Linked DNA regions of Mus musculus: region 2 is linked to region 1. A link is a contact called in public promoter capture Hi-C data. All regions are on one chromosome and are shown on one strand. Each heading gives the region's core, a stretch centred on a gene start, on an enhancer-like site or on the middle of the called end of the contact. The rest is flanking DNA. Distances are from core to core; before and after follow the strand shown. Region 1 holds the start of Arhgap39 (Rho GTPase activating protein 39). Region 2 holds the start of Kctd17 (potassium channel tetramerisation domain containing 17).

Evidence for each region. Promoter capture Hi-C pulls out the DNA fragments that hold promoters and counts their contacts.
Region 2: a promoter capture Hi-C map of cranial neural crest shows a contact between it and region 1. The contact joins the promoter of Kctd17 here to the promoter of Arhgap39 in region 1. A contact is called at or near these places in 2 of 39 promoter capture datasets (cranial neural crest and erythroid cells).

Annotation. Positions count from the first base shown.
Region 1 is chr15:76,815,956-76,820,405 of GRCm38.p6, reverse strand. Arhgap39 (Rho GTPase activating protein 39) reads left to right here and starts at 2,240. Exons shown (of 12, transcript NM_001168288.2): 1 at 2,240-2,414.
Region 2 is chr15:78,427,015-78,431,669 of GRCm38.p6, reverse strand. Kctd17 (potassium channel tetramerisation domain containing 17) reads right to left here and starts at 3,106. Exons shown (of 8, transcript NM_001289671.1): 1 at 2,803-3,106; 2 at 1,520-1,628. The coding sequence starts at 3,012.

The sequences.
Region 1 (4,450 bases), core at 991-3,490:
CTGCAGCAGCTGACACCTCACCCTCTCCCTTTCATTTACTCCAAGCTGAATCTTTTTAAACTGAATCAGGCTGAATCAGGAAAAGACTATGAGGTGACCCCAGGCAATAGGAAAAAAGACACAGTCACCACCTGCCTTAGGATACACTCGAAGTGAGCTTCTGGCCCTCGAGGACTTGCTAGCCCGGTTAATTTCATTTTTGCAAAGATAAATAGCCTTGCTGCTTGTGCGTTCCTTTCTGCAGCATTTAGAACGTCTGTTTCCAGCCGCATTGCTGAGGGGGCTGGAGACAGAGCAGGAGCCCTCATCCATACCTAAGAGCAGAGCCCAGGATGACTCAGCAAGGACGTGCTAAGTGTGAGCACAGTGGAGATCCCCAGGGCTTGGGTCTGCAGCACTGCGGGGTGTGGAAGGCTCTGAGCTCTCTTGGTCTGGATACAGATGGAACGCTGTGTGCAGTCCTGGAAGAGCTTTGGGCCATTTTATTTGTCTGCAAGTGGAATTTAAATACGACACAGAGAAATGAAGACATGAGCTGGAGATGACCTGCCACTAGCTTGATGGCCCAAGTTCCATCCTCGGGACTCAATAGCCGAAGAGAAATGACTCCTTTAGAGTTTGTCTTCTGACATCTCTACAGAGGTCTTGACACATGCAGCCCTACAGACATACAAACTAAATAAGCAAAATATTCTGAAGGCTCATTTTCACCATTTTAAAAAATGTGTGTGTGTGTGTGTACACATGAATACTATTGATCTCATGGAGCTGGAGTTATAGGTGTTTTGTTTTGTTTTGTTTGTTTGTTTGTTTTTTGGTTTTTTGAGACAGGGTTTCTCTGTATAGCCTTGGCTATCCTGGAACTCACTCTGTAGACCAGGCTGGCCTTGAACTCAGAAATCCGCCTGCCTCTGCCTCCCAAGTGCTGGGATTAAAGGCATGTGCCACCTCTGTCAGGCATTATAGGTGGTTTTGAGTCACCTGACATGGATGCTGGGAATTGAACTTGAATCCTCAGGAAGAGCAGTATTTACTCTTAATTGTCAAGCCAAGGTAAAAAAAAAGTTTGGTTTTTTTTTTGTGTGTGTGTGTGTGTGTTTTTCTTTTTAAAGTAAAGAACTGGTGTCGGGCAGTAATGGCCCACGTCTTTAATTTCAGCACTAGCAAAGTGAGGCAGGTAGATAGCTCTGAGTTTGAGGCTAGTCTGGTCTACTGATCGAGTTACAGGACAGCCGGGGCTACACAGAGAAACCTGTCTCAAAAAACGAAAACATGAACAAACAAAAACAACAACAACAACACTGAATATTCCGAAGTCTGGGAGGGTGACAAACGCACTTGTAATGTGTTAAAGACGGATTTTAAGTTTGAGGCCAGCCCGGGTACACAGAGCAAGAGCTCGTCAAATACAAAAAACCCAAATGGCAGCTGAGGATGTAGCTCAGTAGGTAAAGGGCTTTCCTAGAATGGGTTTCACCTCCTCAGCTGTGTAAACCGGATATGGTGCCTGTAATCCTCGCACAAGAGAGATGAAGACGGGATTAGAGTTTCAAAGTCATCCTTCGCTACATAGGGAAGTTGAAGGTCAGCCTGGGCCATCTGAAATTCTCTCTCTTAAAAAAAATTAATAAGAAGTTAAAAGGGCCATGGAGTGGGTAGAGGTGCTCTCTGTGCAAGCCTGATGATGCGAGTTCCGTCATTAGAACCCATGGTGAAAGGAGTTGTCCTCCGATTTCCACACGGACACTGTTGGCACGTGCGTGCACATGCTTCACACACAATACACATTACAAAAAAAAAAAAAAAAATAGAAAAGAGAGCACATTTAAAGCTGTGCCTGAGTTACTACGAGAATAGTCAAGGAAATAAAAGGAGGAAAATAATAAAGGGAAGTTACAAACATGGAATACGCAGAGTATTTTAGACAATAGCTACCTTTCCAGAGTCAAGGAAGAGGTATATCTCAAGCTTAGGAACCCCAGCAGGGCTAGAACTAATAGAGTCACGCCACACCCACGTTAGGACACACCTGAGGTGACCCAGACCTCCAGAAGTGGGCGGGTACAGGTGAGAGCGGAACGGCCGGCTAGCGCGGCATCGGGGGCGGGGCCTCCGACAGAGGCAAGGCTCCCTCGGAGCTCCCGAGGGGCTGCGCGGTGGCGCAGGCGCATTGCAGCCTCGCGGGCGGCGCCCCCTGGCGGCGCCACCATCCTCGCGGGGGCGGAGTCGGAGGCGGGGGGTTGCGCTTGGTGACGGGGGACGCGCGGCCGCAGCGCACTGGACCAGCGGCGGAGACCCAGGACGTGAAGCGCTGGCTGCGGCGGCGACGGCGGCCGGGAGCCGCCGGGAGCTGGGGCGCAGCGTGCGGTCGGTGATGAGGGGCAGTGGCGGCGCTCCGGGCGCAGGGCCGGCTGGTGAGAGCGCGGGAGGTGGGCGGCGCGGGCCGGGAAGATGGCGGAGAGGCCTCGCTGCGGCCCCACGGCCTGGCCCAGGCGGAGGCCCCCCAGTCCAGTCGTGCTAGAAATCGGGGCCCCAGGTGACCCGGTAGGGGAGGGTCCGCAGGAGGACGCCGCGGCCAAGGGCCAGGGAGTGTGAAGGCGGGTTTGCGTAAGAGCAGGGGCCCGAGGGTGGTGGGTGTGAGGGTGCCATGGTCTGCACGCGTGCCCGGCCTTTGGATGGGCGTGAGTGCGTGTGTGTCCCTGGCCAAGATAGTTGTGTGCGAGCCCTTTGCTTGAGGTGGTTGGGGTTGGGGTGGACCTGATGGTGGGTGTGAGATGTGAGGGTGCCCGGCCTGCAGACAGGTGTGTGTAGTCAGCCCGAGGACAGGTGTGCGTGCGTTCTGTGTCCAGGCCCAGAGCCGGTGGTGTGCTTGTGCCCTTTCTGTGCACTGGGCTCCGGTCCGTTTGGGGGTGGTGAGAGATAGTGCTTGCCGAACGAGGATCTTGCGGGCTAGGCTTTGTCCGCGATGCCCGGCAGTCGGTGGGCGTCTCTGGGTCGGGTCGTGGCTTGCTTGCGCGTGGTGCGCCCTGGCTTCGCGGCAGGGCCTCTGCGGCAGGCTCGGGTGGTCCTCTCCCCGGCCTTTCAGACTTGGAACTCCCTGGGCGCCTGCTGTTTGGCAGGCGTGGGGTGGGTGGGGGCTGCGAGCCGGCAGGCTGTGCATCCCGGGCCAGGCAGGCTGTCTTTATTTTAAAACGTGCTGCCCGCTTCGGGCGCGGCAGCTGTGGGTGTGTTCCATGCTGCTGCTCACCGCAGCTGCTGTGGGCGCTACGCAACCTTCAGCCGCAAAAATGCGGCTGGACCCCCTCCCCCTTCAGTGTTGTTCGGGTTGGCCAGGCCTCCAGTGACCTCTGCAGAAAAACGTACAGTTGCAAGGCTTCAGTTCCTCCCGTGGTGCAGACAATACGGACGTTTGTCTTTGGGAGCTAGGGAGGGCAATTGAGCACTGCGTCCTGGGCGCAGTCTGTAAACAGCAGGTGGTTTTGTCCCTGCTCCCCTTTTTACAACGAACGTGGGGGGAAGGGAATTAGAAGGAGAGGTGTGACTGGATAGTCCGGAAAGCCAGTCTTCAAGGGATTCTGAGTGCCTAGGAGGGAATAGAGAGATGTGACTCCTTCCAGCTCGTGGTCTAATCAGCTGTCTTGTAAGAGTCTGGAGCAGAGTGAAAATGAGTGCTGGTTCTGGAGCCAGACTGACCGCCCTTGAGTCATGACTCCTCCTTTACTGGCTTTGTGGTATTAGGTAAGGTCTCTCTGCCTTTGGTTTCTTGGCTGTAAAATGGGTACACTAATAGTATTGGTCTCAGAATGCTGTTGTGAGGACTCTGTGACTTAAGACTTGTAAAATTTTTCACACCTGGGAAGTTTTGAGTGTTAGGAATTGTTCTTGCTACGAAATTGCAAGCTGTCAGGGTTAGGTATAGGTTGGACTGTGTGTTACAAAGTGCATAAACTAAGTGTGTGTGTGTGTTAAAATTGTAATTTCGTCTGAATTTTGCTATGTGCTCAGGTAGGTTTCAAACTCATGATCTTGTCTGGCATGCATTGCCATGCTTGGCACAAAGTACTTGTGTGTGTGCAAGTATGTATGTGTGTGTGCATACATGTAATTATTTTCATTTTGTGTGTATGGGCTAGTGTGTGTGTGTGTTTAATTATTTTCATTTTATGTTTGTGCCAGCTCTGTCGAGTAGAGGTCAGAAGATAAATTTTAGGAGTTATCTCTCATATCAAAGTGCCCATACGCACTGACACACACATCTAGCTGGTTGGAAGCAAATCTTTCTAAAGAAAAAAAGAACAATTTTATACACTTAGATAAATTAATTGCATAGAGTTGCTTTAAAAGTCTCTTTGGTAAGGAAACCTCTCGTGCAGCACACAGATTGCCACAGTGCTGACCGGGAGACGTGAGCTTGGTGTTGCCAGAGGGAAGGGGGCATGCAGGCCCTGGG
Region 2 (4,655 bases), core at 1,857-4,356, 1.6 Mb before region 1:
CATTAGAATCCCTGTACTTAGAATCCCCTGTACTTCCCTAGGCATTGCGGCTGTAACTGGGTCTGGGGCCAGGGGGTGAGGGCATTCTCTATGAATGCTCAACTAGTACCTGCCTCAAGGGACAGCCAGCAAGGACTACTGCCCAGAGTGACAGACAGAAATCTCTGGCAGAGAGGAACAGCAAGCTGTGTACCCCAGGCTAGGCAGCTCCGAGCTGTGAGAAACTCCCTTCTACCTCCCCAGTGTTTACTGAGTCGGGCACAACTGTTTCTACCCTTCACAGACCCAGAGAGGTTAAACTAACATTTCCACTGCCTCCTTGAGAACTCCATCTCTCCAGATAACCCCACCACCACCACCGCATCTGAGGGTATGAGAGCATCTGAGGGTATGAGAGCATCTGAGGGTAGGAGAGCATCTGAGGGTAGGAGAGCATCTGAGAGTATGAGAGCATCTGAGGGTAGGAGAGCATCTGAGGGTAGGAGAGCATCTGAGGGTAGGAGAGCACAGAGCGTTGAGGCGCTAGAACCTGTAAACAGGTATTAGCTGTGACGCAGCTGGAGTATGAGCCTCCCAGAGGGACCTGCTCCTGAGCCCAGGCCCCACCCACGTGATCGCTTCCCCTCAGACTGCTAGGCAGCTTCAGCAGGCTAACGCAGAGCTAGCTACCTACAGTAAGCCCTAAGCGTGATGTCCTTTGGGGAGCCTTTGGATCACCGTACTCCACTGGGGTCAGCTGGAGAGGACCATAGCCTAGAGCGAGGGCCGTGTAAAACACCCACAGGTACACAGGACCCATCTGTCCCAACACACAGTCTTCTGAATGTGGGTCGTGATGCCTTTTTTGTTTGTTTGTTTGTTTTTGTTTTTTTGGTATTTTTGGAGACACCAAGAGAGACTCAAAGAAAACTGACACGTCTGAGCTAGCCTGGTCCAGAGCTCAAGTGTACCGAGGAGAGCTGGTTTGGGGATGACTGTGGTCCTTGCTCTGATCTATTCCCCACCCCGATTCCACATCAGCTGGGCCCGGATATGAGCCTCCAGGGGTCTGGGAAAGGCCAAAGTTCTCCCCAACAAGCCACTGGGCCGTAGAGGCTGCCAGCTATGGGGGAGAACCACTAACTTTGCCTCCTGGCTGATGGGAAGCCCTTGCTTGGGAGACACAGAGTAAGGCCGAGAAAAAAGACCCAACCCTTCCCCCATCCAGCCTGGAGCATCACAGGCTACGCCTGGCTTGCCAGAGGCCAGGGAGGAAGGACGTACATTCCCAAAGGCTACAGATGTTTCAGGACCTGGCTGGCTTCCTTTTTACCACTTCCTGTTTCCCTGCCATTTACCCAGTGACCACGGGGGTCTGTCGGTCTTGCCGAGACCTGGAGAATGGGACTCCACTCTGGGACAGGCAGAAAATAATGGGGAAATGTAGCCACTGTCCTGGCTTCAAGACAATTTTTTTAGGCCTCCCCTGAAGGCTCCGGTAGGCTGTAGAGACCCAGACCAGCGCAATGGACCAACTCACCCTCCTCGGCCATGTCCTTGTCCAGCACCAATTTTCCATGCCTGAGGAAATTCAGGATGGGCCCGAAGTAGGTGGGGTCACGGTCAATGAGGTAGGCCCCGGTCTCATCCTGTGGAGGAGATGACCACAGGAAGTGAGGGGTGTGCAAGCTTCCCCAAGCCAGCCACCCCCACCCCTCCTAACACACACACACACACACACACATACACACATACACACACACACACATAAACTCAAGTCACCACAGGCTGGCTGGAAGAATGGCTACAGGGAGAGAGGAAGCAGGAAGAAAGCAGTAAGGATCTGGGTTCGAACCCTGCCTCTGCCTTTTCCAGGCTGTGTGACCTTGAGCCAATCATCTGGCCTCTGGAGCGTTGCTTCTTTCTCCCATAGTCAGAGGATTAGATGTGAGTATAGAGGGTGACCGGATTCCTGAGTGGCCCCTTACCTCTCTCTCAGCACAGGACCCAGTGAATTTCCCTCTTAGGAAAGTTTCCCTCTTGGAGGCTGTGTACCGCGCCCACCCCCACCCCCAGCCAACCCCACTATTCACTAGATGTTTGCAAGTTTCCAAAGAAGCTGCACTCTGATTGGACAAGTGCAGCCTGCAGGGAGGACTGGGATCTGGACAACCCAGCACAGAAGACGGAGACATCAAGGGACAGGGGACTCACCCAAGGGCACAGTGTAAGAGGGCCACAGAATGGGGGACAGGGGACTTTGACAAGCCAACTCCAGAGGCCTTGCACACTAGGAGGCCAAAGTCAGAGAGCAGGGAAGTTCCCCTCTCCTCCCGATTCCTCCCTGGTCATTTGGGAATTTGGCAGGAGAGCAGGGTGAGCCCACAAGTGATAGCTCCAAAGCCAGTGCTCTTCCCTACATTAAGCCCAGCTCCAAGACACCCAGGCCTCCTCCATCTAGTTCCTTGTACCCTTCAGCTGCCCACACCCTAAGGGCGGGGAGAAGCAGCCGCATCAACTCCTTTAAGAGTCAGCCAGGGCAGTAAGGCAGGCCCGGTTTGTTGGTCCCTCCCCAGCGCTCCACAGTAAGGAAGCGTCCCGGATCTGGGGCAGCTCTCCAAAGCTCTAAATGGCTGCGGCCTGTGCTGTCCCGTTGCCACGGCAATGGGTATAGCTATTCCTCTCGGCTCCTCTTCCTCCCCCTCCTCCTGCCTCGGCTCCCCGCCTCAGAATCCTAGGAAAGCCAGAGGCCGAGGGACGCGCAGGCGGGACAGCCCGGGAGCGCGGGGCCAGGACCCCCCTGTCAGCGGGCTCAGGGCTCACCCTGTCCGATTGAAGCTCTTCGCCCTGACACAGGCGGCTGAGGAAGGACTTCTGCTCCCGACACAGCGTCTGGCGGGTGGTCAGGAACACCGTGCCCCCCACGTTCAGCCGCACCCACTTGCCCCAGCCGCCCCCGGGGCGGCCGCCCGCCCCCACCGGTGGCGCTGCCTCCCCGGCCTCCATCCTCATCGCCGGCCGCGTTGTCTGCATCCTTCCCTCCGCACGCCGCGGGCGAGTACCAGGTGCAGGGCATGCCGGGAGCTGTAGTCTGGAGCCAGGGCTGGGATGCTCTGCGCTTGTCCTGGTGTTGCTCGGACAGCACGTCCCGCCCCACATTGCCTTTCTTGGTGATCTATCATCTGGTCTCTCCGTGTGGCCAGACTGCTTGGTTTGCAGAAGGCCCTGCGAAAACAGTGATTTCCTCATTGGCTATCCCCCCCCATTTGTTCTGCTTTGTACGGGGGCCCCAGCTGAGGAATACCTGACCTGAGAAGAACTTTCTTCCTCCAGAAATTCCTATATTTACCTGAACCTACTTTTAAAAATAGGCGCACGCGCCTGTGTGTGAGCATGTGCGTGTGTGCATATGCGTGCATGAGCCACATCAGCAGTGTTTCTTTTTTGTCCCGTGTGTGGCAAAGACCACGGGGATGAGGTATAGTCACCACCTCTTCCTAAATTCTTTGAGGATATGTAGTTGGGCTTAGGGCTGGCTGAACGTTTCTGTGTGCCAGAAGCTGTGTGAGCATACATATGACTCCTTTAAGCTTCCTGCATCCCTGCCGGGTTGCTCTGGATGCCAGTCTTGGTCTAGTCTGAATGCTACGGAGTCTGCTTAAAGAGTGAACGTTCAGAAGATGAAGTTCAGGTACTGGCTTCTCTGGTGCCACTTGGCTTCCATATGTGCTTGACCTGAAGCTTGGAGATGAGGCATGGATCGGCTCTACAAAGTGGGGAAGGGGAGTTTTAGAATAGCCCCCTCCCCCATGATGCTGAGATGCCCAGGCCCCCCAGATGCCTTTCCTTGATGGGAGTGTGGGGTGTGCAGCAGGACTGGGGAGGCTCCAAAGCTCTCAGCAAAGGAGGAATGGGCTTAGGGTTTGGAAATGGTCACTCTAGCATTGGCATTCAAGGTGATTGCTGGGCTAGCAGAATGGAGAGGAAACAGGGGAGGGGGAGGATCCTGTTTGGGGGACATGGTCACTGCTGTTCTCACCCCACTGTTCAGTGAGTTCCTGAGGACAGTTGTTCCTTTTAGGACAACACAGCAGGTACAAAAAGACCTGACTTAGGGATGGCCTAGTTTCACTTTCTGTTGATGTAATATTAACATCCTGCCAAAAGCTAACGTAGGAAGAAAATGGTTTATTTGGCTCATAATTCCATATGAGCTCTTTGCTATAGGGAAGTCTAGGTTCCAGGACCTCGAGGCAGCTAGCCACATCCACAATCAAGAGCAGAGAGAGAACAAATGTATGCTTGTACTCAGCTCACTGTCTCCACTCTTACACCGTCCTGGGCTGAAGCCTAGGGAATGGTGTCTCCCACAGTGGGCTGTGTCTTCCCACATCAATTAATGTAATCAAGACAATCTCCTACAGTCATGCCCACCTGATTCAGACAATTCATCACTAGCTCTCTTCACAGGTGATTCTAAACTGTGTCAAGCTGACCCATCACTGGGGAGGTGAGAGGGGCAAACCCCTTGCAAAGGATGGAGGTCAGATCTTCCTCCTTCGGGCTGCACATATACCTGTGATGTCCTCCAGGCAGGGCCCTGTTATAAGTACCTGGCCACAGACACCAAAAGCATCCATCAGAGATAAGTTCATTGAGCACCGTGCTCTCAAGAC